4 separate regions of the Mus musculus genome follow, and regions 1, 3 and 4 are each linked to region 2. A link is a contact called in public Hi-C and promoter capture Hi-C data. All regions are on one chromosome and are shown on one strand. The core of a region is the stretch at or near the end of the contact, and the rest is flanking DNA. Distances in the headings are between cores, read along the strand shown.

Region 1 (6,170 bases), core at 6-2,505, 520 kb after region 2:
TCCCATTGCAAATAGAAAACTCATGTCACTTGAAGTTCTAGAACAGCCCCAGGGTGACTGAAGCAACCAGGATCCAAACCCCAAGGTTCTGTCGTCTGGGACACACAGGGCCGTGAAGGGAATAGGCTTAGCTTGAAGGAGATGGGAGAAAGCGCTTCAATTAAGCGTTAGCCTTGGGGGCTCAGAGCACAGCCTTGTGGGTCTTCAGGGGCGGGGCCAGTGGTGATAGGAATGTGAACCTGGACTCTGCCCTAGCTAGCGTCCAACTGTGGGCCAAAGGGGACAGATAGTGATCTTATGCAAAAACAGGCCCAGAGGGGCTCCAGACTTCCTCCCACCTGGACCCAGCTCTGCACGCGGTAATCCCTTGTTCAGGAACTACTTATGCGCTGAGAGACCCAGGCTGAGAGTCCAAGAACCGAATGTGTAACTTTGAGGGAGTCATTAGTGCTCTGTGGATCTACTGTTTTCTCTGTAAATTCAAGGGGATGGGCCGGGGGGGGGGGGGGGGGAAGCTACATTTACACAGGTCTACCTTTGCATAGGTCTAGGTCGGTGCTGTGGGCCCAATCAAAGTCAGAGGGCTAAATAACCTCCTTTTTTTTCTTTTTCCTTGTTTTAAGAATCTTACAGCCCAAGCTGTCCTGGAACTCACTTTGTAGTTCAGGCTGATCTTGAACTCGTGGCAATTCTCATGCCTGAGCTTCCCCAGTACTGGACTATTAGGAATGCGCCACCATGCCTAATACTCTCTTATATTGCTTCCTTGGTCCTCACATTTTTAAGAGGTTCATACTTCCAAGTTGTGGGCGATGCCCCCAGAAGGCGGGCTCGAGAAGACAAACCGCACAGCCCCCCTCCCCCCAGCTCTGGCTTCCTGTCTTCGCACGTGGACAACTGCACGTCCCGGGGTCTCTCACGTCTGCTAGACCGCTTCACTCCGCCTTCCACCCGGAGGGTACCCGCCCTCCCGTGCCCCCTATGCCAGCCCTTCCCTACCGCAGGCCGGGCCAGCACACACAAGGAAGGGTCCCCAATGCGGCCCCTCACCATGGGCAGCACCAGGCCCTGGTTGTAGTCCGTGTGCTCCCCGATGAGGTTGACGCGGCCCGGCGCCGACACTGCCAGCTCCGGCTCGGCTCCAAACTCCTCCATGAAGGCCCGGCGGGCCTCGGCCAGCAGCTCCTCGACCCGGGGCGGTCTCCAAGCAGCCATGACGCTCGTCTGCAGCTGGGCGCACCGCCCCGCGGGATGCTGGGGGCGGAGCCACGTGGCGCGGACTTACATTCCTGTCCTTCGCGGGACCCCGCCCCCGCTACGACGGCCCCGCCCATCCCACCTGCAGAGCGGGGTCCAAACTTAGCTCTCCAGCGCAAGCCAACGCGGCAGCTGACAGCTGGAGGAAGAGACTCGGTTGCAACTTGTATCTTCGGTGATGTCCTAGCAGGAGTTTGGGGCTCCCACTTGAGTAGCAGTTAACACAAATGGAGATCTGAACTTCCCATCCATCCCTGAACCTGGAGCCTCTTAATGCGCTCCCATCCCCATCATCATCATCCCTCACACAGCCAGGGCAACACCAACACGAGCTGGCAACAGGAACAGCTGAGTGTCCCAGAGGATCTAGCGAAGTTATGCTAAGTCGTCAGCCCCTGGTCGGTCATGTCTCTAACAGGATGATGTGGTACACAGTCTAGGGATAAACAAGGAGAGCCAAGGTTCGAAGCCTTTTACAGGCTCCTTCTCTGGCTCCTGGCGATGGAGGACTGAAGTTCATCTCATCCAGTGGCCGGCAGGAAGCAAGCTCAGGCACTCCTCGATGACGCAAAGGCTACTGCAAAGATGGCTAATGTTGTTGGCCCCTAGCAGTTGCTTCCTCCACAAGAGCCTTGGTCTCAGAGACATGACCATCTAAAGCCTTCATGCTGGCCCAAATCTTTGCCTGGATTCCTAGCTATTCCTGGTCACCTTGTGTGAAACCTTCTAACAGAAGGACTAAAATGTAAGACAGTAAGAGTGGAGAACGGTAGGGGGTGTAGCTCAGTGGTAGAGAGCACATGCATTCAAAAGAAACACACAAATAAATGTACTATCTTATTCAAAAATTAAATAATTTCCAAGCCAGGCATAGTAGTCCATCTCAGCACATGGGAGACTCAGGCCGGAGGAGCGGCAGTCTGAAACCAGTCTGGGCTAAGATTCTGTCTAGAAAACAAATAAACAGGTTTTGTTAACAAAAGACATGTAAATCAAGAAAGCAGTATGTGGGGCTGGAGAGATGGCTCAGTGGTTAAGAGCACTGACTGCTTTTCCAAAGGTCCTGAGTTCAAATCCCAGCAACCACATGGTGGCTCACAACCATCCGTAATTAGATCTGACTTCCTCTTCTGAAGTGTCTGAAGACAGCTACAGTGTACTTACATATAATAAATAAATCTTTAAAAAAAACAAAACAACAAAAAAAGAAGGTGTGATCTTCTAAAAAAAAAAAAAAAGAAAGAAAATAAGAAAAGAAAGCAGTATGTGAGCCAGGCACGGTGGCACACAGCTTTTTAATCCCAGCACTTGGGAGGAAGAGGCAGGAAGATGTCTGAGTTCAGAGGCCAGCCTGGTCTACAGAGTGAGTTCCAGGACAGCCGAGGGAGAAGAAGAAGAAGAAGGAGAAGAAGAAGGCGGCATTCAAAACAATCAACAAGAAGGAAGAGAGGAAGAAAAAAAGAAAGAAAGAAAGAAAGAAAGAAAGAAAGAAAGAAAGAAAGAAAGAAGCAAGCTCTAATAGCACAGGTCAGTACTCAGGAAGCAGAAGCAGGCAGATGCAGGCAGAAGTAGGGTTGTGGCAAATTCAAGACCAAGGTACCTTACATAGGGCTACACAGTGAGACCCTGTCTCAAGTGGGATAAGGAAGGATGGGGAGGGGGAACGGGACTGGGACAGAGACAGGACTGAAGGGACAGGATGGCTGGAGGACTTTGATAAATCCCCGTATTCCCAGCATCTAAGAGGCAAACACTAAGGAATCCTAGCCAGGTATGGCGGCATATACATTTAATCCCAGAACTCAAGAGTTGGAGACAGGCAGAAGATCTGGAGTTCAAGGTCACCCTCAGCTACATAGTGAATTCCAGGCTAGCTCCTACTAGGTAAGACCCTGGGTCAGGAAAACGGACAATCCAAACAATAACAAATCCTGTTGACTAATTTCTTTTGACAGCCTGTTTTTGAATACACTTCAATACAGCAATTTTTTTCTTTTTTGCATAACTCAAAACAAAAGGCAAGTCTTGTGACCTTTGGGGCTGTCTGAAACGAAAGTCAGAAGCCACGACCAGCTCCAAGGCACCGTGCTGTTGTGTCAGAGTTGGACGCAGCGGCCCCGTCTCTGCTCACATTCTCTACCCAGCTCAGTTCGAAATCTAACAGCCCACAATTCTGTTGAGTGGACCTTGGGTCACAGACTCAACCTGGCTGAACTTCAGCTGCTCCTTTCTGCAATAGGGCTGTGATTGTCTCTTTGCTGTGATTGGTTCCTTTATGTCTAAAGTGCCCAGCAGTGCACCTGATACTTGGGAGCGCGGATTAAGTGTTTGCTCTCGTTATCAGACTTCCATTAATTCAGCTGGCATTATTAGACTCTCCTTTGTGCAACTGGCCAGAAAGATAAAAGGCCTGGAGGCTCCCACCATCTGGTCGGGAGGCAGACAGTCTCAAACCTGACCTCCTCTGATCTAATTACACCCTATGCTTGCTGAGGAATGGGGATCTTAGTTTTTAGGCACAATGTGTTACCCAGGTTGGTCTAAAACTTTTTTTAAAAATTTATTTAACAGGGCTACAATAGTGAGACCCTGACTCAAGCACACATGCGCGCACTAGCACACACACACACACACATGTGCACGCACACACATCTGGTGTGATGGTAAACACCTAAATTCCAGCATTCAGAAGGCAGTGGCCAGTGGATCTTTGGGAGTTCAAGGCTAATTCAAGACAAGATCTCTCATCCTGGCAAACTTGGAATTCACTATGTAGAGCAGACTGGTCTTGAGTCACAGGGAACTCACAGACATCTACCTGCTTCTGTCTCCCTAGTGCTGGGATTAAACACCATGTCTGTCCTTATTTATTTTTTATTTTTTGTTTTAGTTGGCTGGGTTTGGTTTTAGGAGACAAGGTTCCTCTGTGTAGCTCTGGCTGTCCTGGAACCAGCTCCGTAGACCAGGTTGGCCTCAAACTCAAAGACCTGCCTGCCTCTTGTTTCCTAAATGCTGGGATTAAAGGTTTGTGCCACCTCTGCCTGGCTGGCTTTGAACTTCCCAATCTTCCTGACTGGGCTTCCAAAATGCTCAGATTACAGACATATGCTCCATGGAGAGTTGAGTGAAAAATTGCCTTCATATGCACACATAGCTGAGTACCTGCTCTCCGTTCAATAGCATTGTTTGGAGGAGGTTATGAAGTTAGGAGGTGGAGTTGGCCAGAAGAAATATGCCACTGAGAGTGGCCTTGAAAATATAGAGTTGCCAGGTGGTGGTGGCACACGCCTTTAATCCCAGCACTTGGGAGGCAGAGACAGGTGGATTTCTGAGTTCGAGGCCAGCCTGGTCTACAGAGTGAGTTCCAGGAAGACAGGGCTACACAGAGAAACCCTGTCTCAAAAAAAAAAAAAAAAAAAAAAAAAAAAAAAAAAAAAAAGTATATAGTCAAGCATGGCCTAGGGGTGCATGCCTTTAATCCCAGCCCTGGAGACAAGAAGCAGCCAGATCTCTGAGTTTACAGAAGGAGTTCAAGGTCAGCCAGGGCTACAGAGAAACCCTGTCGCAAAAACAAACAAACAAACAAACAAACAAATAAGTAAAAACTAAGACTGTGGCATGCCTTTAATCTGAGTAATACCAATCAATCCGAGTTTGAGACCAGCCTGGGCTACGAGGTGAGTTTCCAGGCTAAACAAGCTTATATAGAGGGGCCCTACTCCCTTTTAGATTCTGTCTTGTTAAGGAAATTTGTTCAGAAGGAAGTGTGCTTTGACCTTTGACTCTCCCTCCTGTTTCCTTGGCAGATGTCACAATACTGTAGGAAGGTAGCATCTTAATTTGGATACTACATCTCCAAGGTCTGCCTCCACTCTGCTGGCCAAGGAACTGACGTCAGCACAGCTAAGGGGTGAGAGCACACAGAACCATTCGTCACCAGAGCGTGCAGCGCAGAGCGGGACTACCTAGAGGCCGCTAAGGATTATTTGCCCCTTCTGAACGAAATGTGCATCTCTTGGGCCTCCCTTTTCTTTTCTTTTCTTTTTTTTTTAAGATTTATTTATTTATTATATGTAAGTACACTGTAGCTGTCCTCAGATACTCCAGAAGAGGGCATCAGATTTCATTACGGATGGTTGTGAGCCACCATGTGGTTGCTGGGATTTGAACTCAGGACCTTAGGAAGAGCAGTCAGTGCTCTTAACCACTGAGCCATCTTACCAGCACCTCCCTTTTCTTTTCTTTTTTCTTTTCTTTCTTTTCCTTTCTTCCTCTTTCTTTCCTTCCTTCCTCCTTTCTTTCTTTCTTTCTTTCTTTCTTTCTTTCTTTCTTTCTTTCTTTCTTTCTTTCTTTCTTTCTTTCTTTCTTTTTTTTGAGACAGGGTTTCTCTGTGTAGCCCTGGCTGTTGGCTGTCCTGGAACTCACTTTGTAGACCAAGCTGGCCTCGAACTCAGAAATCCACCTGCCTCTGCCTCTGCCTCCCAAGTTCTGGGATTAAAGGCGTGCGCTACCACCGCCAGGCAGACTACTCTTTCAGAAGTCCTGAGTTCAATTCCCAGCAAATACATGGTTGCTCACAGCCATCTGTAATGGGATCCAATGCTTTATTTATTTATTTATTTATTTAAAGATTTTTTTTTTTTTGGCCTAAGTGAGCAGGGCCAGAGAGAGAAGAAAAAGTGTCTGAAGACAGCTACAGTGCACTTATATATAAATAAATACTTAAAAAAAGAAAAGATTTTGGGCCAGGCAGTGGTGGCACACCTTCAATAACAGCACTTGGGAGACAGAGGCAGACAGATTTCTGAGTTCGAGGCCAGCCTGGTCTACAGAGTGAGTTCCAGGACAGCCAAGGCTACTCAGAAAAACCCTGTCTCGAAGAAAAAAAAATTTTTTTATATATGATGAGTACA
Region 2 (5,910 bases), core at 2,043-4,542:
TCCCAGGGTGGACTCCTGAAGCCTTGGCAGAGGACTGGGTCTTGGTGACCTTGCAGTCCCTGTCCACAGGCAGACTTCTCCCCAGGCCCAAGTGCTTCCTCAGGACTCACTAGCCAGAGAGAGGCTGGGAGGCGAGACAGAGGAAAACCAGAACCCAGGCACCCGGCTCATCCACCTTTGCCTCTCTCCAGGGGGGCTCTGCAACCTGTGCGCGGACAAGGCCAACAAGGAGCACGTCCTGCAGGCGGGGGGCCTCCCGCTCATCATCGGCTGCCTGTCCAGTCCTGACGAGGAGACGGTGCTGTCTGCTGTCACCACTCTCATGTACCTGAGCTCGCCAGGCTCCCGCTCCCATCCCGAGCTGACCTCCCTGCCCGTGGTCCAGTGCATGCTGCGCTTCTCCATCTCTGCCAGCACACGGCTCCGGAACCTGGCCCAGATATTCCTAGAGGACTTCTGCTCGCCGAGCCAGGTGGCTGAGGCCCACAGCCAGCAGGCCCATTCTGCCCTGGGGATCCCACTGCCAAAGACTGAGGCCCCACAGCAGCCCTGACCCAAGGACACTTAAAGATCCTGCCACAGGTATAGGAAGCAGAAGGCTAATAGCATCCTGAGCCCATCCTGCGCAAAGTGGTGCTTGTTCAGCTGCATGCAAGCTGCAGTCTTGGCATGACAGGCGTTTGCATCCAGGGAAAACAGGAGGAGGGACGAAGCCAGACTTGAGATGCTTAGAGGAGAACCAAAGCTGGTATGGCTTTCATGGACTGGCAATCAATAAACTACAGACAGACCACCACCTCTGCTGCCCCCAGTGCCCAGCTAATGCCCTCGTGTAAGAAGCTGTGCCCCTGGGAGAGTGGCCAGTACCATGAGTGTCCAGAGTAATTTTGATGGCTAGAGATCAATCAGCCTTATTGTCTGGGGAAATGCCGTGGGTTGACTCCTCCCGTGTTGAGGCTGAGTATCTGGGCATGGTAGCATTGACTTGGAGAGCTCTGCAGAACAGAAACAACTATCCACACAGCCCTGCTCTCTGCGAGGCGCCCTAAGAGGAATGCAGAGGTGAAGTGTCTTCCCTTGGGTGTCACAGCTTAATGAGTGTTAACTAAATGGCCATTGGGCATGAAGAACAAGGCCCTACAGGTGTGAGAGCAGAATGAAGGAGAACTGAGGGCACCCGGGCATGCCTTGTCTCTCTGGAGAGGCCCTACATAGGATCCTTGGGTTAGACAGCAAGACAGTGACTTCTGTTTTACCAGGCTGTGGACCACTCATGTGCCAGCTGCCAAGTGTGGCATCCCTGTCTTTTCAAAAGAGTTGCTCTGGCCCCCTTTGCCTATGGGTCAGATCTTCTGACACTTGGGTGGGAGCCCTGAACATGAACCTTTCATGGGCTATCCCAGTCTGCTTCCTGCCATTCTCTCAGGAGCCACAAGCCTCCAGTAGGTACTGTCAACCCCTCAGGACTCAGATGCAGACCTTCCATAAAGACACCTAGAAACTAATGTCAGGGGACCATGGCGGCCCAACCTCTAATCTAATCCCTTGAGAGACAGGAGCGGGATAGCGATGAGTCTGGTCCACCTAGTGAGTTCCTGACCACAAAGGTCCGATAGAGTCTAACGAGCTCCTGTAACTGGTTACCCCGCCCTCCTCTGCCACTGAGAAGAAAAAATGGAATTAGGGGATAAGCGAAGAGCAGTCCTGACAGGAAGTGGAGTTTAGGGAAAATGGGGGCCCTGATCACTCAGCATTGTCCCCCCTCAGATGGACAACGAAAGCTGAGGAAGGAGATCTACAAGGGCTGGAGAGGGGCTGTCGTACAGCCACTGGATGAAGGAAGGCTCCCGCTCCCATCCTGAGCTGAAAAGGAAAAGGAGCATCAAAGATCCAAAGCCTCGCGTTTGGTTTTTATTTTTATTAAAAACCTCCTGATTTTCTCCACTGTATTTGTGTGCTAGTCTCCTTCTTTCCCGTGTAGGCCTCCTGGGAGGAGCCGGAAAGCAGTCTGTTCAAGTGGCTCCCTGATTAAAGAAAGTCACCTGTCCAGGCAGGGTCCTGTCCACCTCAGGGTCCTTCACAGGCTGGCTCGCTTGCTCTCAATGATCCCCCTCCAGTTGTCACTCCAGGAAAGCAGCCGTCTCCTGGTGGGGGGCAGGGCCAGGTGCTGATTGTGGCAGCAGGTGAACAAGATGTGCTCCCAGCTTGGGGTCTCCTCTAGGCCTGGGCAGTAAAGACAGCGTGCGCTCTGTAATTGGGTCATTTTTACTCCTCCTTAATCCCAGCAGGCCAGATGCCTGGGGGTTGTCAAGGTTAACTGGCTGGCCCAACCTTGAATGTTGTCTTTGTCATCAATGAGCAGGTCTCCCATGACCACCGTCTTGTCCCTAGTCAAGATAATCCGCTCCACAAACTCTGGCCCCAGGTTCTGCTCCACCCAGCGGTACTGTATAGGCGGGAGGGGTGGGGAGAGGTCAGTGGAACTTGCTAGGCTCAGAATGCAAGATAAGTAAGGCATGGGGGCTTAAGTGGGACTAGCCCTCAAACACGCGGGACCCCTTTCACCCAGCCCCCATTTTCTGGTTTATTTTTTTAAATCAGCGCAGGCGCCGGCACCTTCTCGCCCACACAGTGGTCGTACTTCAGCAGTGGGGTGGTGCAGATGAAGACCTCGGTGCTGCGGAGAAGGGGTGCAGTTAGGCCTGGGGCACTGGCCGTCTTCCCGCCGCCCCCTCCTCACCCTCCTTACTCTTTCATGTCGTTCATCTCTCGCAAAGCGTCCAAGGCCCCAGGGATGGGCTCCAAGTTTAGGAAAAAGCCTGGAGATTCATACACACTGGCCACTTTTTCCTGAAAGAGAGAGATCTTGGTCCCGCTCCTGCTTTCCAGTAGGGGGAGCCCCAAAGAGGACACACACACACACAAAGATTCTGCAGGAGACCTCGGTTCTAGTGTGTGTGTGTGTGTGTGTGTGTGTGTGTGTGTACCCTTTCAAGCTTTCTGGTTCGGGGGTGAACTGTGGATTCGCACAGCTTGGCTGCCTAGAAGAGAACTCAGCCTAGAGGTTCCCCATCGGGTCTCCTACCGCCAGGTCCGGCCTCAGAGCTCCGTACTGCTCGTTGGCGAGGAAGCCCCGGCGCTGTTCCAGCGGCACGTGCGGTTCCTCGGGAAAGCGGCGGCGAAAACCCTGCAGGAGGCCGGACTCGAAATCAGCTAGCACGCCGTCCATGTCCACCAGCACGCGCACGGGCCGCTTCACCGCCATTGCCACGCCCGGTGTCTCCGCAGAGCACAGCGGCAAGCACGGAAGATGCCAGACCCGGAAACAAGCTTCCGGGACCGGGGTAGGGGCGGGCCGGACTTTGTTCATTTGCACAGAGTGGCCAACCAGGTGCCCAGGATGGCATTGCGTCCCTTACGGGGCTGCCGCTCATGTGCAGCATCAGAATCCCTCTCCCATAACCTCTAAGATCCGAAATACTTTCTTGGCAATGGGGAACCTGCTTCGCATGCTGAATGCATCCTTTGCCTCTCCCATGTTTGTCCAGGCTGGAAGCTGACAGGATCGTGAGTCTCCCAGTTCAAGGGATGAGAAGGACCCCTTAAAGACAACCGTGGGCATGAGCTGGGCATGAGCTGGGCTCTCAAGAGACCGGACTCATAAGCCAGACTTGGTTTGAAACAGTAACATTGTTTTCAATCTGCGTCCACTACTTTTTCCTGTGGACCCGAGGTCTCCGGTAGAATCGAAAACTTGTATGTCCCTCTAGAAAATGTTAAGCGTTCACACACAGAGACACAACTTATTCTTGTAGATTTCAGAGTCAATGGCGACATCACATCAATTTTCCAACCTATAAATGCAGATTTGAGTAATGACTCCCCCCCCACCCCCGACTCAGGGTTTCTCCACATAGCCCTGGCTGTCCTGAAACTCTGTGAACCAGACTGGCTTCAAACTCCCCGAGGTTTGCCTGCTTCTGCCTTCCATGTGCTGGGTTTAAAGGTGGGCACTGCTACACCCCGATAAGACATGACTTCTAACCCATGGCAGAAGTTTGTCAGCATGGAGCCCGACATCTCACTTGAAGAAAAGCCAGTTTAAAACAACAAAGGAGCAGAGTGTAGTGGCGCACATTTTTAATCCTCACACCCAGGAGGCAGACCTCTGAGTTCCAAGACAGCCAGAGCTACTTAGTGAAGACCTTATCTTAAACAAATTTGGGCTGCAGAGATGGCTCAGCATCGGTTAAGAGTACAGACTGCTCTTCCCCGGGTTCTGAGTTCAAATCCCAGCAACCACATGGTGGCTCACAACCATCTGTAATGGGATCTGATGCCTTCTTCGGGTGTGTCTAAAGACAGCTACAGTGTACTCATATAAATGAAATTAAAAATAAAAAAAGCTCTTCTCCTTTCCTCTGCCATCCTGCGCATTACGCCTGATTCGGTTCTCCTTTCCTCTGCCATCCTGCGCATTACGCCTGATTCGGCTTCTTGCCATGTCTTCTCACAAGACTTTCCGAATCAAGCGATTCCTGGCCAAGAAACAAAAGCAAAATCGCCCCATTCCTCAGTGGATCCGGATGAAAACTGGTAACAACGTCAGGTTCAACTCTTCTCTTAGAAGACACTGGAGGAGAACAAAGCTGGGTCTGTAAGGATTCACACAATGGCAAGACTGAGGGTTTATACTGAGTTGTGGTCAGCAATCAGTCCTACCAGACAGATTTCAACATTTTTAACCTGGAGACTTGCTCATGTCTTAAATTAGGGTGTTTGTCTAGTAATAAAATATAGAACCTTTTAAAAAAATAAAATAAACAATTTTTTTCTTTTCTTCCTTTATTCTTTTTATTTTTATTTATTTTTTGTTTTTTTCCTTATAAACATTTTTTTTAAAAACACAAAAAAGCAAACAAAACTGGTAAAACAAACCAACAACAACATATCCCGGTGAATTCTTACTTAGGGACTGAATTTTCACTAAGCCAAACCAATTTTCACATAAACTGAGTTAAAGTTCATCTGCTGTTTTTTCTCTCCTGCCCTTTCAGTAACTTTTAAAATATTCTGAGAATCCCATACATACATATTGTATCCCATACATATTGTATCTTTACCCTATTTAACTCAGGCTTCTCCCAACATCTCCTGGACACACACCCCTTACTTTTTTTGCAACAGGGTTTTTTTTGTTGTTGTTGTTTTTGTTTTTGTTTTTGTTTTTTTGAGACAGGGTTTCTCTGTATAGCCCTGGCTGTCCTGGAGCTCACTTTGTAGACCAGGCTGGCCTCGAACTCAGAAATCCACCTGCCTCTGCCTCCCGAGTGCTGGAATTAAAGGCGTGCGCCACCACGCCCGGCTGCAACAGGGTTTTATGCATCCAAGTTTGCCTCAAATTCACTCCCTACCTGGGCTTGCCACTAATTCCAGATACCTCTGCCTCCACCTCTGCCCCCTCACGTGAATATCTGTGCGCCACTTGCAAGCATTCAGAGGCCATCAAGCTTCAAGGCCGTGGAGCGAGAGTTAGAACCAGCTGTGAGCTGCTAAGAGGGTGCTGAGAACTGAACCTGGGTCTTCTGCAAGACAGTGAATGCTCTTGTCTTGAGACAGGGTTTCTCTGCATAGCCCTGGCTGTCCTGGAGCTCTCTTTGTAGATCAGGCTGGCCTCAAACTCACAAGAGATCCACCTGCCTTTGCTTCCTGAATGTTGGGATTAAATGTGTGCTACCGCTGCCTGGCCCAGCAAATGTTCTTTAGCACTAAGCAACCCTCCAAGCAAGCATACGAACCCCATTTATAAAATGGTTTGAAGATCTGACTTTACAGAATCTTTTCTATCTTGGGGTGTTAAACCCCCTCCTACAAATGTTTCCAGACAGTCCCCTAAAATCTGCTCCAATA
Region 3 (6,612 bases), core at 498-2,997, 710 kb after region 2:
ACAGAAAAGCAAAGTGCAACAGATGAGCGTCTGAGAAAAAGCGGCTTTCCTCAACCGCAGACTAAAGCGGGTTTTCCCGACCGGCCAGCCAGTAGGAAACGCCAGCATTCCATCCGACAATGCGACGTTCTTAGAATGTGGTTCTGAGAATATCGGATTCATTCTGAGGTCTGACAGGTTCTCCACGGACTCTCACACTTTCTATTACTTTATACTCAAACTACCCATTACATAAAAACAGAATCTGATAGTGTTCCAAAATAGTTCAATGTCTGGTCTTGCAATACAGTTCCTCAGAAAATCAGTAGGCGGATTTCGCCACCCCCTCTCTGTTTTGTCTTCAGTGCTGAGACTCAAACCCACAGCCTTGAGACACTAGGCAATCTGTGTTCCACTGCGCCACACCTTTGGTATCGGGAAGCTTTCTTACAAAGTGAAGGTTCACTTTGCACTTAAAGAACTTTCATAGGGATGTTTGGAACAAAAAGCTTTTTTATTATTTGCCTCTCTGTCTCCCCCATCCCCCCAGCGGGCTTCACTAGTGTTTGCCCGGCCTTCTGGCCCACCCTCTCCCACAGTTTCGCCATGTAACCCTGGCTGACGAACAGGAACTAGCTCTGCAGACCAGGCTGGTCTCAAAATCAGAGATCAGCCTGCCTCTGCCTCTGCCTCCTCCGAAGTGCTGAGATTAAAGGCATGGGTCACCGTGGCCCAGTTCAAAAGAACTTTATAAATTAAAGTTTCATCTTATTGTGTGTGGGGGTACAACAGCCACCTCTAGCAAATGGTCAGAGGACAATCTAAGGGAGGTGACTCTCTTTCTACAAATTGAAATTAGATGATTAGGCCAGGTAGCCACCTCACCATCCCTTAAAGTTTGTTAAAATTAAAAAAAAAAACAATTTTGGGCACAACCGTTCATTATTAGCATTTTTACAACTATGCTATGCTATCCTACTAAAAGATCTAGATGCAAAAGTAATATTATTTTTCACACATAAAATTGAATCATGAAGTATTCAATTTAAGCCTTTAAACGACATGCGCGGTAAGAAGACCTCCCCAGACTGCAGCTGTAGTTTGGGCATACACTAATGTGCTAAGATACACCTACTTTTTAAACCACATGATTTCTTCAGGGTCTGCGATGCCAAATTCCCTCATCTTCTTCACCATGGTGGCACTCTTCTTAACAGCCACCTCGTAACGCTGGCTTCGAGTGAGGAAGTTATAGTCCTCATGTTGGAAGTCTGGATCGTTCAGAATCAAGTTCTCTGAAAGAGGGTTAAATGACATCAAGAGAAACAGGTACTCACCCTCCCTGACTCCCATCAGATTAGAACAGAGGACGTTCCCCTCCTAATCCTGACACCGGACGCCCATCGAAGTAGGGGTCCCCGCTTCCCCTCAACTCCAGAGGCCCCAAATCCTCATTCACGGGGGTCTTTCGCCTGGTTCGGTATAAGAGGCCCGGCCCTCCAGGCTCACCGATTTCTCGACGGCGCCGGGTGTTCTCCGGACTACCATCCAAGATGTGCGTGATTAACTCTGGATTGAAGGTGGCGGCGGCCCGCTCCTTGCGCAGATCGGGATTCATGACGGAGACCAGTGCTGGGGGCAGAGGAGGTGGCGACAGAAGTGACAGGCACCAAAGCGATGACAACCTGTCTCCGCAGCTCAGGCGCCGACCAGGCCCTATGAGCGGAGCGAGACAGCCCTCGGCCCCGCCCCCTCGAGCCGTCCCCGCCCCGTCCCCGCCGCCACTCCTCACGTGACCGGCTGCAATCCCCGACGCTGGTACCGCCCGCCGGACGGACGAATCCCCTGCTGCGGGCCAGGGGAGGTCCCCGAGCGGCTCCTCGCCAAGGAAAGCAAGGTAAAAGGTCAAGGGACCGCAGTGGCACTGGAAAGGGAGTGGGGCTCTTCCCGGACCTCACGTCTCCAGGTTCACGTGATCTTTCCGGGAGGAAAAGAGCCCTGGAGACGCGCGCAACCGATTGGCCAGGGCCTTGAGGGGCGGGATTGCGCCTGCGCTGTGGGACTCACCTCCTTTCAGGCTAGGGCGGTGGGTGTGTGTGTGTGTGGGGGGGGGGTCCTCTCACCACAGTGTCCCCGGAAACCAGAAGGGAATGGGTGTCAAGGGTCTCGGGCGGGGTGAGGAGGCTAATAGAGGAAAGCTGTTGATTTTACTGGAACCCAAACAAATTGGAGCGAAAGGGTAACAGGACAAAGGTTACGTTCGGGAGACGGTTCATTGTCGTTGGCTAAAAATATTGCCGACTTGACTGACGTTAGAGACTTGGGATGCAAGGACCTGGTCCTGCGGAGCTTCCGGGTTTATGCACTGGGCCTGGATTTAAAGCGAGAGGGAACAGGTCCAGTTTCTCTACATTTTATAGCCCAAGTCTTTTCCCACCTAAACCGGCAGGGCAGGTCCTAGAAATTTTGAAATCTAGACTTTACTTTGCCATATCATTATCGTCATCGAAGATGTACCTACGCCTAAGAAGTTCTAGCGTAGGATTTATAACAAAGAGTTCCTGAGCCTCAAAGACAGCCAGTTTTCACCAGTTTGTTTTTTAATTCTTCCTTAAAAATTGCTAAGTAGTAGGCTGGAGATGTCGAGCATGCACTAAAGCCAAAATATAATCTCAAAGCACAGCATAAACTGGGCACCGTGGCACACACAGGCTTGCAACTTCAAGTGGAGGTCTGAGGATCACGAAGTCCAAGATCATTATCAGCTATATAGAATCGGACTGAAGGCAGCCTGGGCTGTGTAATGCCTTGTTTCAAAAAGCCTTTAAGTGCTAAGTAAAATGCACTCTTTCTTCATTTGATTTCATGCCACCAAAAAGAACTACGCCGGTAGTGGCGCACGCCTTTAATCCCAGCACTGGGGAGGCAGAGGCAGGTGGATTTCTGAGTTCGAGGCCAGCCTGGTCTACAAAGTGAGTTCCAGGACAGCCAGGGCTACACAGAGAAACCCTGTCTCGAAAAAAAAAAAAAAAAAAAAAAAAGAACTACATTTCTTCATTACCTCTCTAACTTGCCCTTGTAACAACATATGTAAGACCCTTTTACAGTAACGGTGCTGAGAATGGGTTAAACGAATGAAGGCTTTAGCCTGAATGCAAAGTTAATGGAGCCCCCAAAATTCAATATTTTAATGCACTTTCTTTTCTTTTTTCTTTTCTTTTCTTTTTTGTTTGTTTGTTTGTTTGTTTGTTTTGTTTGTTTTTCGAGACAGGGTTTCTCTGTATAGCCCTGGCTGTCCTGGAACTCACTTTGTAGACCAGGCTGGCCTCGAACTCAGAAATCTGCCTGCCTCTGCCTCCCGAGTGCTGGGATTAAAGGTGTGCGCCACCACGCCCGGCACACTTTTTTTTCTTGATGCAGGAGATAGACCTCTCAGCTACATCCTCAGCTCCACAAAATTTAAAAGTTTAAAAGGGAAAAGAAGAAAAATTCTGAGAAGTTAAATAAAGACTATATCATTGTTGTTGCTTGTACCTTTGGCTCTGGCTCCATATACCTGAGCAAGGTTCTGTTACTGAGGATATTTTCAAGGACACTTAGGCACTGATATCTTGTTTAGTTGGGTTCTTGTGAATTTTATTCCTCTTAGCAGAAGCTTGGATCCCAAATACAATTAACAAGTTATTGATGAGATAAAAACCAAGGCTATTGCTTACTGAGGTAAAGGGAAAAGACTACATGGCAAACCTTTGGCAGTATCTCAGAGAGGGAAAGGTATGGTCAGATTTATCAACAATTGGAAGTTTGACCTGGCCTGTTGGCATAGGCCTGGAACATCAGCTACTCAGGAGGCTGAGGCAGGAAGATCACAAGTTCAAGACCAGCCTGGGTTGTAGAGAACTGTTAGTTTGGTTTAAGGCAGCACTTTGAACCATGAGTTTTAATTATAGCTGCATAAGAATGGCAGTACAGGTTGGGTGGGGTGGAGATTCCTTCAGTCCTCCCACTCAGAGGCAGAGGCAGAGGCAGGTGGATCTCTATGAGTTCTGTGCCATCCTGGTCTACATAGTGAGTTCCAAGCCAGTCAAAGCTATGTATTGAGGCCCTGTCTCAAAATAATAACAACAACAGAAACCAGCAAAAACAACAAAAGAATCAGTACAAAATTGGAAATGGCAAGGTGAGGGGATTCAGATAGCCTCTGAGAGTGGACTGACAGTTAATATTGAAGCCATTAACCTGGGTGGACAGTCCAAGCAGAGCTAGCTCCGCCTGCTGATAAAGGCAGATGCTGGCAGATTAACATTCATGAGGGTAGTGAGGTATGGCATGAGCTCAGTGCCCAGCAAGCGTAGGATGGCTGTCTTGATTTTTATTCTCTTCATGGATGTTTATCCATTCATAGTTAATAATGCCCCAAAACTGGTAGGCATGGGCTGGAGAGATGGCTCAGTGGTTAAACACACTTGACTGCTCTTCCAGGGGACTTGGGTTCAGTTTCCAGCCCCTACATGACAGCTCACAACTGTCTGTAACTACAGGTCCAGGGGATCTGACACCCTCACACAGACATACATAGGCAAAATACCAATGCATGTAGAACAAGAATAAATTATTTAAAAAAACAAAAACCTGGTAGGCGCAAAGAACACAGTCATCAGAGAGCCCTGCCCTCATGGGGATGATAATGGGGTGAGCAGAGTCACACTGTTTGAAATCTGATTACTCAGTACACTGCAGTGAATGAGATAAATCAGTGTTGGGGTACAGGCTGGGCAGGGCAATAGATAGAGGAGAAAGACCCAGGGTCAGAGACATAAATATCTGATATAAAAGGGGATCTAGAAGAGGAGTCATGGAAGTCTGGAAAACAACAAGCTGTTCACATTGGGCTGCTGAGATGGCTCAGTAGATAAAGGCACTTGCTTCCTGGCATGCAAGTCCACAGGCCTGAGGTCAGTCCCAGAACCCACATAAAGGTTGGTTTATTTGTTTGTTTTTAAGATTTATTTATTCTATGTCCGTGACCACATTGTGGTTCTTCTCCGACACACCAGAGCAGGGCATCAGATCCCATCACAGATGGTTGTGAGCCACCACATGGTTGCTGGGAATTGAACTCAGGGCCTCTGGAAGAGCAGCTAGCTCTTAATCTCTGAGCCAGCTCTGCAGCCCCACATAAAGGTTTTGAAACAAGAGAAGCGGCTCCACACGGCTGTCTTCTGACCTCCACTTGTGTGCTCTGACACGCGTGTGCATGTGTATACACCAATAGTAAATGCCCTTTCTCTTTTTCAAAAAGACTGTTGTCAGGCAGCAGAGGCAGGGTGATCTCTGTAAGTCTGAGGCCAGCCTGGTTTACTACATAATGTTGTGAGTTAGAAGCCACATAGAGCTACATGGCTGTTTGTTTGTTTGGGTTTTTTTGTAGCAGGGTTTCTCTGTGTAGCTCTGGCTGTCCTGGAACTCATTCTGTGTACCGGGCTGGCCTCAAAGTCAGAGATTCGTCTGCCTCTACCTCTGCCTCTGCCTCCCAAGTGCTGGGATTAAGGCATGTGCCACCCAACTCCCACCTGCCACATGTTTTTGTCTAAAACTAGACAAATAAAACCTGTTTGAGTATCAGGAAAGGCTCAGGTACAAGTCCTGAGTCTGTGAGTCAGAAGGAGACAAAATAAAGGCTGACACTAGGCAACTTCCCACCCAGTGTGGCACCTTGAACCAATCTAAGACTGACTTCTGTTGATTATAGAGAGAGGTGACTTTTATACCATTTATAGGGAGTTCTGTAGTCTGACCACCAATTATGGATTTTTTTATTTTTGGTGGATCTCAGTAAGAGAATAAAGAAGCAATCCACCTTTCACCCAGTTTCTCTAGTTATCGTTGCTTTATCTGTCACCTGGAGGTCAGCCTTATTTATTCACTCCCTGCTTTGGAGCTGTTTAAGGAAACTTTGTGTAAGTCTTCCTTTATTTACCAATATGTACAAATTTCCTACAAATAAGGACATTTACAGAATGACTACGGTTAAGATAACTTAATGTTGATGGAGATAATGTTGATGAAGATAACTTAATGTTGATGCAGGCTACCGTCTAATCTACTTTTCTTTTCATGGCTTTACTGTTGAGTGATTCTGTCCTTTATGAAATGTCTTAGTCTGAACCTAATCTAGCATCAGAAGTGATATTATGTTACCTGCCCTGAACTGTTGCAACAGAAAGCCACAGAGTGACCTAAATGACAGACATTTACTGGCCCATTTCTAAAAGCGGGAAATCTGGGGTCAAAGGTCCACAGAGCTTCATGTAATAGTGCATACTATCAATGCAAGCATTGAGAAGCTGATCTGTGTGGGAGGAAGAAAGTTAGAAGCCAGGTGGGACCCCAGAGTGAAACCCAGTCTTTAAAGGAAAATGTTCAAGGGCCGCAGAGATGGCTCAGCCAGGGTTAGAAGCACTTGTTGCTCTTGCAGAGGACCTGAGTTCAGTTCCCAGCACCCACATCAGGTGACTCACAACTGCCCAGAAATCCAGTCCAAGGAAACTGACACCCTCTTCTGGCCTCCACAGGCATGCCGCTTTTCCAGAGGACCTGGGTTGGATTTCCAGTACCCACATGGGAGCTCAC
Region 4 (6,703 bases), core at 3,032-5,531, 650 kb after region 2:
GGAGAAAGGAGTGTGCACCCCAGCTCAAACCAGGACCCCTGAGAGCTCCTCACAAGTGACAGGGAGAGAGATGTCTGTAAAGCCTGCCGAGCTGCTGTCCTGAGAGCTGAACTATAAAGGCCATGTGCCAAGAGGCATGGTCAGGGAGGTCACGACAGTGGCACCGATGGCTCTTCTCTGTCCTGTTTCTGAAACGTTCATGGTCGTGATTTCTAGGCAGTCACAGACAGTAACAAAACTTCAAACCTAGACCCTGTGAAGCCGCCATGATAGCTGTGCCCATGTATTCACAAAGCTGGGAGACAGGCACGGGAGCAGTACCTCGGTCGGAGTCACTTCATTGCCATGATACACCGGGATCAGGTCCTCTTCTCCCACGGCGTAAGCCACGTGTAGAGGGACCCAGGGCACAAAAGTGGCACCGTGGAACAGGTCTCGGTAGAGGCCATAGTACTCAGCCAGACGCTGCTTGTGGTAGGGCCCACACGTCCTCTCCCACTCTGCCCGCACTGCCTCCAGTGGGATGCTAGCTGGGGGGGGAACAGCATCGTTTGGATACAGTGTGGAGAGGGTGCGCCGGGGTCCCCTCCTCTGGGAGGCTCACCCGTGCGGAGGCGGGCTGCCCGTTCTTCTTCCACATTGGCACGAAGTTCCCGCAGAAAGTGCTTCCGCTCCAGTAGCTTTTGGGTCCGACTGACTCTGGGTGGGGGTAGCCCAATGTCAATTTTGTCTTTGGGATCTAGAGAAGTAAGACATGTTGGGATAAGCAGAGCCCAATCTTCTCTTTAAATTTGAGTCCTTAAGTGTGTGTGTGGTTGTAAATGTCCGTGTGTGTGTAAGCAAGAGATTGAAGTGTTTTGCTCCAACGCCCTTCATTCCACACTGACCCCCAACACCCCAATCAAGGTAGCCCTGGCTGTCCTGGAACTCACTCTGTAGACCAGGCTGGCCTCGAACTCAGAGTTCTGCCTGCTTCTGCATCCCAAGTGCTGGGATTAAAGGTGTGTGTGTGTATGGGAGCTGGAGAGATGGCTCAGCAGTTAAGAGCACTGACTGCTCTTCCAGAGGTCCTGAGTTCAATTCCCAGCAACCACATGGTGGCTCACAACCATCTATAATGGGATTCGATGCCCTCTTCTGGTGTGTCTGAAGAGAGCAACAGTGGACTCATACATAAAATAAATACATAAATATTAAAAAATATTGTGTGTGTGCCACCATGGCTGGCCCTCAGTGTTAGCTTTTTCCCCTGAGACAGGGTCTCTCATTGAAGCTGTAACTTGATTTTTTAGACCGGCTGGCCAGTGTGCTCCAAAGATCTGCGTGTTAGGCCACCCCTTGTGGGACAAGTGGAAGCGTGTCACAGACAAAAACTGGGAATGTTGTATGGATTTAGGAGCCCCGGTGTTCTCATATCTGAGACCGCAGGCGTTTCATCTGCTCCTGACCTGGTTCCTTGAGTACGTGACCACGACACCTCACATGGGGATGGTGACCACTAGTCACACAGCACGGAACAGTTCTCCATGATAATCTGGATGGGCTGGCCCCAAGGATTTAGCCAATGAACCTTCCTGGACATTCCTTCCTGTTTAGTCTCTGGTCTACCCTGAGTAAGTTGTATGCATCCACTGTCACCACCAATGAACAGTATGGACAAGCAAGGACTGTCTCTCTCATCAAGAAGCCTTAGTCATATGGAGATGCCCCACCTAAGTCTCCCACAGAAGGCCCTGCAGCGCTCCAGGACACTCACCCCTCAGCTAAGCAGGACACCCTCCCCCCCAGCTCATCACAGGCCCTGCATGCATTTCCTCAGCCTGCCTCATTTCTCACCCAGGTTGGGGAACTTAGGCTACGTTGGTAACCTAACACCTCCCATCTTGTCTGCCTGAGCAGAGTTCACAACTCCAGTGTTGAAACGGAACTGGGAACCACAACCCCTAGCACTGGGGTTTGAAGCAGACACTGTGCCTGGCTTCTGTGTGGATGTGGGAGAGCCTCACTCGGGTCTTCACGCTCTGAGGGTGGGGTGAGTACAGCAGACACTTTTCCTCACTGGACCAACACCCCGGCCCCAAATCAAACATCATTGTTGAGCAGCCTGACTTTATCTAGTTCTGTCCCCCTGATACTCCAGGAAAGGATGAAACACTTGACCCACTAAGCTGACCTATGCAGTCTGCTTCCCGGAACTGAACAGGGCTCAGCCATACAGCAAATGAGATATAAAGTAAAACTCTGGCATCTGGACCCCAGACTGGGTCCCAGCGTGGGAAACTGAGGCAGATGGGTTTCCTAACTGGTTATCAGAATCACCTTTCAAATGACTCAAAGGTAGCTGGGCTATGGAGGTTTGGTCTGTTGCTGTGTATTGCAATGCTAAATACTGGCTCTGGTTGCCCCCAGGGAGAAGGGATTCTCAGGTAGACCCTAGACACAAGTGATGCTATGTAACCTTGCCCCCAAAGTTATCCCTGATTGGTGAATAACGATGCCTACAGCTGAGCAGAAGGGAGCTAGGTGGGATTTTGGTTCCCAGGCTGGGTGTCTGAGGTGGGGACTAAGAGGGAGGGAGAGAGAGAAAGTGGACACAGAAGATGCCATGGGGTTAGGGACCATGAAAACTGGCCATGAGGGCAGTCCAGCTGGAGGAAGTGTCATATCTCGGGGTTACTGGCAGAGAAGTAGACATAACAGTATTGAGTAGATATGTGCCCAGCTCTAGTGCTTTAAGGCTTTGTGACTTGTATCTAGGAGTTGAATGATCAAAGGTGAGTAGAAACCCCTGACTGAGATTAAATAATTATAACACTGGGCAGTGATGGCACACACTTTTAATCCCAGCACCCAGGATGCAGAGGTGGGCAGATCTCTGAGTTCAAGGGCAGCGTGGTCTGTATGAGTTCCAGGACAGGCAGGGCTACACAGAGAAACCCTGTCTTAAAACAACAACAAAGAAAGAAAGAAAGAAAAACAAGGAAAGAAAAACATGATTCAAAGGTGGTTATGAACACAACACACACCTAAGTCTTTTTTTTTGTTTTGTTTTTTTTTTTGTTTTTTCGAGACAGGGTTTCTCTGTTTAGCCCTGGCTGTCCTGAAATTCACTTTGTAGACCAGGCTGCACACTTAAGTCTTGGGTAGAGTTAGTAATAGTTTTAGGCAGATTTAAGGAGATGGGGCACCAGCTGGTGGCAAATGCTTTTAATTCCAAAACTTGGGAGGCAGAGAGAGGCAGGTGGATTTGTGGGTTGAGGCCAGCCTGGTCTATATAGTGAGGCCCTAATCTCTAGCCAGGCCTTGGTGGTTCCCAGCTGCACTCTCAGTTAACTGGGAGGCGGAACAAGGCAGTCCTCCATCATCCTCGTTACACAGTGAGTTCAAGGCCACCCTGGGCTAATAAGACCCTATCTCAAACAACAAAAACCAAAAAGCCAAATAATGCATCTTTTTGTTTTGTTTTCTTTTCCTTTTTTGTTAATTTTTTCTGTTTTTTGCTTTGTCTTCATTTTCTTTCGTTTTCAAACAATGCATCTTTACTACCCCATACTACCACCTCCATCCCCAAGACAGGGTTTTTCCGTGTGCTCTGACTGTCTTGAAACTCACGGTGTAGATTAGGCTAGCCCCTAAGTCAAGAGCTCCGTTTTCCTCTGCCTCCTAAACGCTGCGATTAAGTGCGTGGGCCTCCACCATCCGGCTGAGTCTCAGTTTTACAGACAGATTAAGCTATGCGTATATCACTTGGACGTTTGCTTAAATTCAGAACTACACGTCTGAGGGGCACGCAGGTCCTTCTCGTTCCGGGGGCCCACGGGGACCAAACTGGGGGAGAATACGTCGCTCCCGCACCTGTCTCCTTCACGAAATGCTCCCGGTAGGTCCGCCACCAGTGCGGGGCGCGCGCCTCCTGCTCCGCCCGGCGGCGGTACCGCTCGAAGCTCCGGTACTTCTCCAGCCGCTCCAGGTTGCTCACGTCGATGTCCTCGTTGGGCATGGGCCCGAGCGGGGGTGTCCGGCGGCTGAGGAAGGCTGCGGGCACAGACAGGGACGTCACGCAGGCTTAGGACCGCGACCGGAGCTACAGAGGCCCAAGAGCTCCACGACCTCACACCACTCACCCGAGGTGCTGAAGCCCCGGCATCTCCCAATTCCGAAAAACGCCGCACGCCACCAGGGCGCCGCCATCTTTCCCCCAGGTCGCCAAAGACGCCCGTAGGACCCAGACAGAGGTGGCCGGAGAGAAGCCTGCGCGTCCGGCGGGAGGCTCCGCCTCCATAGCCCCGCCCCGTGGGAGACCCCGCCCCCCGCCCCGCCCCGCCCCGCCCCGCGGTCTCAAGCTCCTGACGTAATGCTGAAAGTCCTGGGACCTTCCCATTGGCGCAAAGTCTAAGAGAGGTCTGATAGTGCGGGCCCGGAAGATGCCTGTTGGATCGCGCGGGGCTGAGAGCTGCCACTAGGAGGCAGCACAAAGGTACAGCTTCAAGAACAACTATGGGTTTTGACCCCAGGGATCTCACTCACCTTCCTCTGGCCCTGACACAGGGATTGATAGAGGAGGATTCTGGAGTCAGACTTGGGAATAAAACAGGTAATAATAGTGCTCGCTTCGCAGGATTTGCACCTTGGTGCATCTGTTCTCTCTTGATCATCTCCAATTCACAGTTCTAGTGCTCTCTACCGCTTTTTGACCCAGCCTCAGCCCTTCTGCCCTGGAACTCAAGTTTCCAGTATAGCAAAGCTCTACTCCTTCAGCTTCTCCCCAGATCACAAGGTGTCTGCTGTTGTTGTCTTCTCCTTCTGTGACCTGCCGGCCCCGAAGTGCTCTCTCAAGGAAGTCCTGACATCCCCAATCCAGGCCAATGACTGCTAGTTTTTTTGCTAACAGAAGTCTGACCCTTGAACTCACAGTGAAATGCAGTGAGGTCTCGATATCCAGCAGAAATGGCCACAGCTTAAATTCCACAGCACCCAGGCAGCTAAGCCTCTCACCATCACTTCTAATTCCTCCAATAGTGAGCAGCTGCTGTCTGACAAGTGTTGGAGTTCACAGGTCAGGACACCACAGCCTTGCCTTGAGGAGTTGATGGGTACTGAAGGGTTCTTGCTGAGTGTGAGGGGAACTGAACACTTGCAGGGTGTTCATATGGTCTCACTTGCTGTTTTATCCTTTTGTTTCTGAACCCTCTTATATGAGTCTCTCCAGCTCCTCTCTCTGCCCTTGTACTGCTGAAGAGTCATGGTGTCTCCACGAGTGGGTGGAGACTGCTCAGCTAGGTAGCCTGTTCTTCGTTCTGATTCTCCCTGTCTGGGAAGCTCTGAAGAGAGGATCTTGTTTGTATTTCAACTGTTTGAGAGACCTAACAAGGATTCACACATATCCAGCCTGGAAGCAATGGCTCTAACAATATTAATTTTAAATGAGCTAGGTTTTTGCTATATACCCCTGCCTACTTGGCAGTTATTTTGTAGCCTTGAACTCACGACAGTCATTTTTATTTTCTTGTATATTACATCCCAAACCCCAGTTTCCCCTCCCTCCTCTCCTGATTTCCCTGCCTTGGTCCACTCCTCTTCCTCTTACCATGGCCTCCCAAATGCTGAGATTACAGGCGTGTGGTGATACCACACTGCCTCACGTCAGAGATTTGAATTCTTCTTCACATCTTCCTGACACATGTCAAGGTCCCTGGGAGCACTTCCAGTGCCCCTCATGCCACCAGGTGCAGTTCTGCCCTCTGCTCCTTCCCCAGCAGGCAGTCTTCTGACACACTCACTCTTGCCCCCTCTCATCTAGATTGTTACTCACAGCCTCAAATTGGTGTTTGAGACAGGGTTCTCTGTGTAGCTTGGCTGTCCTGGAACTCACTCTGTAGAGCAGGCTGGCCTTGAATCCTGAGGTTTGCCTGCCCCTGTTGCCTGAGTGCTGGGATTAAAGGCATACATGACCACTGCCCAGCATCACTTTTATTTATATTTTTATGAGACAGTATCTTTCAGTGTGTCGCAGACTCTCCTAATTCTCAAGCCTACAGCCTCCGGAGTGCTGGGATCACACCTGTCACTAGCACAGCCAGCCTCCTGAGTGCGGGATCACACCCGTCACTAGCACAGCCAGCCTCCCGAGTGCTGGATCACACCTGTCACTAGCACAGCCAGCCTCCCGAGTGCTGGATCACACCTGTCACTAGCACAGCCAGCCTCCCGAGTGCTGGGATCACACCTGTCACTAGCACAGCCAGCCTCCTGAGTGCGGGATCACACCCGTCACTAGCACAGCTAGCCTCCCGAGTGCTGGATCACTGCTGTCACTAGCACAGCCAGCCTCCCGAGTGCTGGATCACACCTGTCACTAGCACAGCCAGCCTCCCGAGTGCTGGGATCACACCTGTCACTAGCACAGCCAGCCTCCGGAGTGCGGGATCACACCCGTCACTAGCACAGCCAGCCTCCCGAGTGCTGGATCACACCTGTCACTAGCACAGCCTGCCTCCCGAGTGCTGGATCACACCTGTCACTAGCACAGCCAGCCTCCCGAGTGCTGGGATAACACCTGTCACTAGCACAGCCAGCCTCCTGAGTGCGGGATCACACCCGTCACTAGCACAGCTAGCCTTCCGAGTGCTGGATCACTGCTGTCACTAGCACAGCCAGCCTCCCGAGTGCTGGATCACACCTGTCACTAGCACAGCCAGCCTCC

The links. Promoter capture Hi-C pulls out the DNA fragments that hold promoters and counts their contacts. A called contact is a pair of places that touch in the nucleus more often than the background predicts. Capture Hi-C pulls out chosen DNA fragments and counts their contacts.
Region 1: a Hi-C map of embryonic stem cells shows a contact between it and region 2, with 2.5 times the contacts expected there. The contact joins the promoter of Galk1 here to the promoter of Nt5c in region 2. A contact is called at or near these places in 4 of 39 promoter capture datasets (cranial neural crest, liver, maxillary cranial neural crest and 1 more), 1 of 484 Hi-C or Micro-C datasets (embryonic stem cells) and 2 of 9 other capture datasets (embryonic stem cells and pancreatic islet).
Region 3: a contact with region 2 is called in a promoter capture Hi-C map of pre-B cells, with 2.5 times the contacts expected there. The contact joins the promoter of Ten1 here to the promoter of Nt5c in region 2. A contact is called at or near these places in 1 of 39 promoter capture datasets (pre-B cells) and 1 of 115 datasets of contacts at active chromatin or transcription factors (astrocytes).
Region 4: a promoter capture Hi-C map of pancreatic islet shows a contact between it and region 2. The contact joins the promoter of Mrpl38 here to the promoter of Nt5c in region 2. A contact is called at or near these places in 2 of 39 promoter capture datasets (liver and pre-B cells), 1 of 115 datasets of contacts at active chromatin or transcription factors (pancreatic cancer cells) and 1 of 9 other capture datasets (pancreatic islet).

The regions. Positions count from the first base shown.
Region 1 is chr11:116,011,464-116,017,633 of GRCm38.p6, forward strand. Galk1 (galactokinase 1) reads right to left here and starts at 1,256. Exons shown (of 8, transcript NM_016905.2): 1 at 1,051-1,256. The coding sequence starts at 1,215.
Region 2 is chr11:115,488,522-115,494,431 of GRCm38.p6, forward strand. It overlaps Nt5c (5',3'-nucleotidase, cytosolic), which reads right to left and starts at 3,293. Exons shown (of 5, transcript NM_015807.1): 1 at 3,086-3,293; 2 at 2,750-2,850; 3 at 2,617-2,677; 4 at 2,332-2,446; 5 at 1,904-2,223. The coding sequence starts at 3,265. The coding sequence ends at 2,078. Armc7 (armadillo repeat containing 7) reads left to right here. Exons shown (of 3, transcript NM_177778.5): 3 at 192-1,945. The coding sequence ends at 553. It also overlaps the pseudogene Gm11694.
Region 3 is chr11:116,197,108-116,203,719 of GRCm38.p6, forward strand. It overlaps Ten1 (TEN1 telomerase capping complex subunit), which reads left to right and starts at 1,748. Exons shown (of 4, transcript NM_027107.1): 1 at 1,748-1,876. Acox1 (acyl-Coenzyme A oxidase 1, palmitoyl) reads right to left here and starts at 1,938. Exons shown (of 14, transcript NM_015729.3): 1 at 1,489-1,938; 2 at 1,115-1,274. The coding sequence starts at 1,597.
Region 4 is chr11:116,134,587-116,141,289 of GRCm38.p6, forward strand. It overlaps Mrpl38 (mitochondrial ribosomal protein L38), which reads right to left and starts at 4,282. Exons shown (of 9, transcript NM_024177.3): 1 at 4,125-4,282; 2 at 3,856-4,035; 3 at 605-739; 4 at 322-530. The coding sequence starts at 4,191.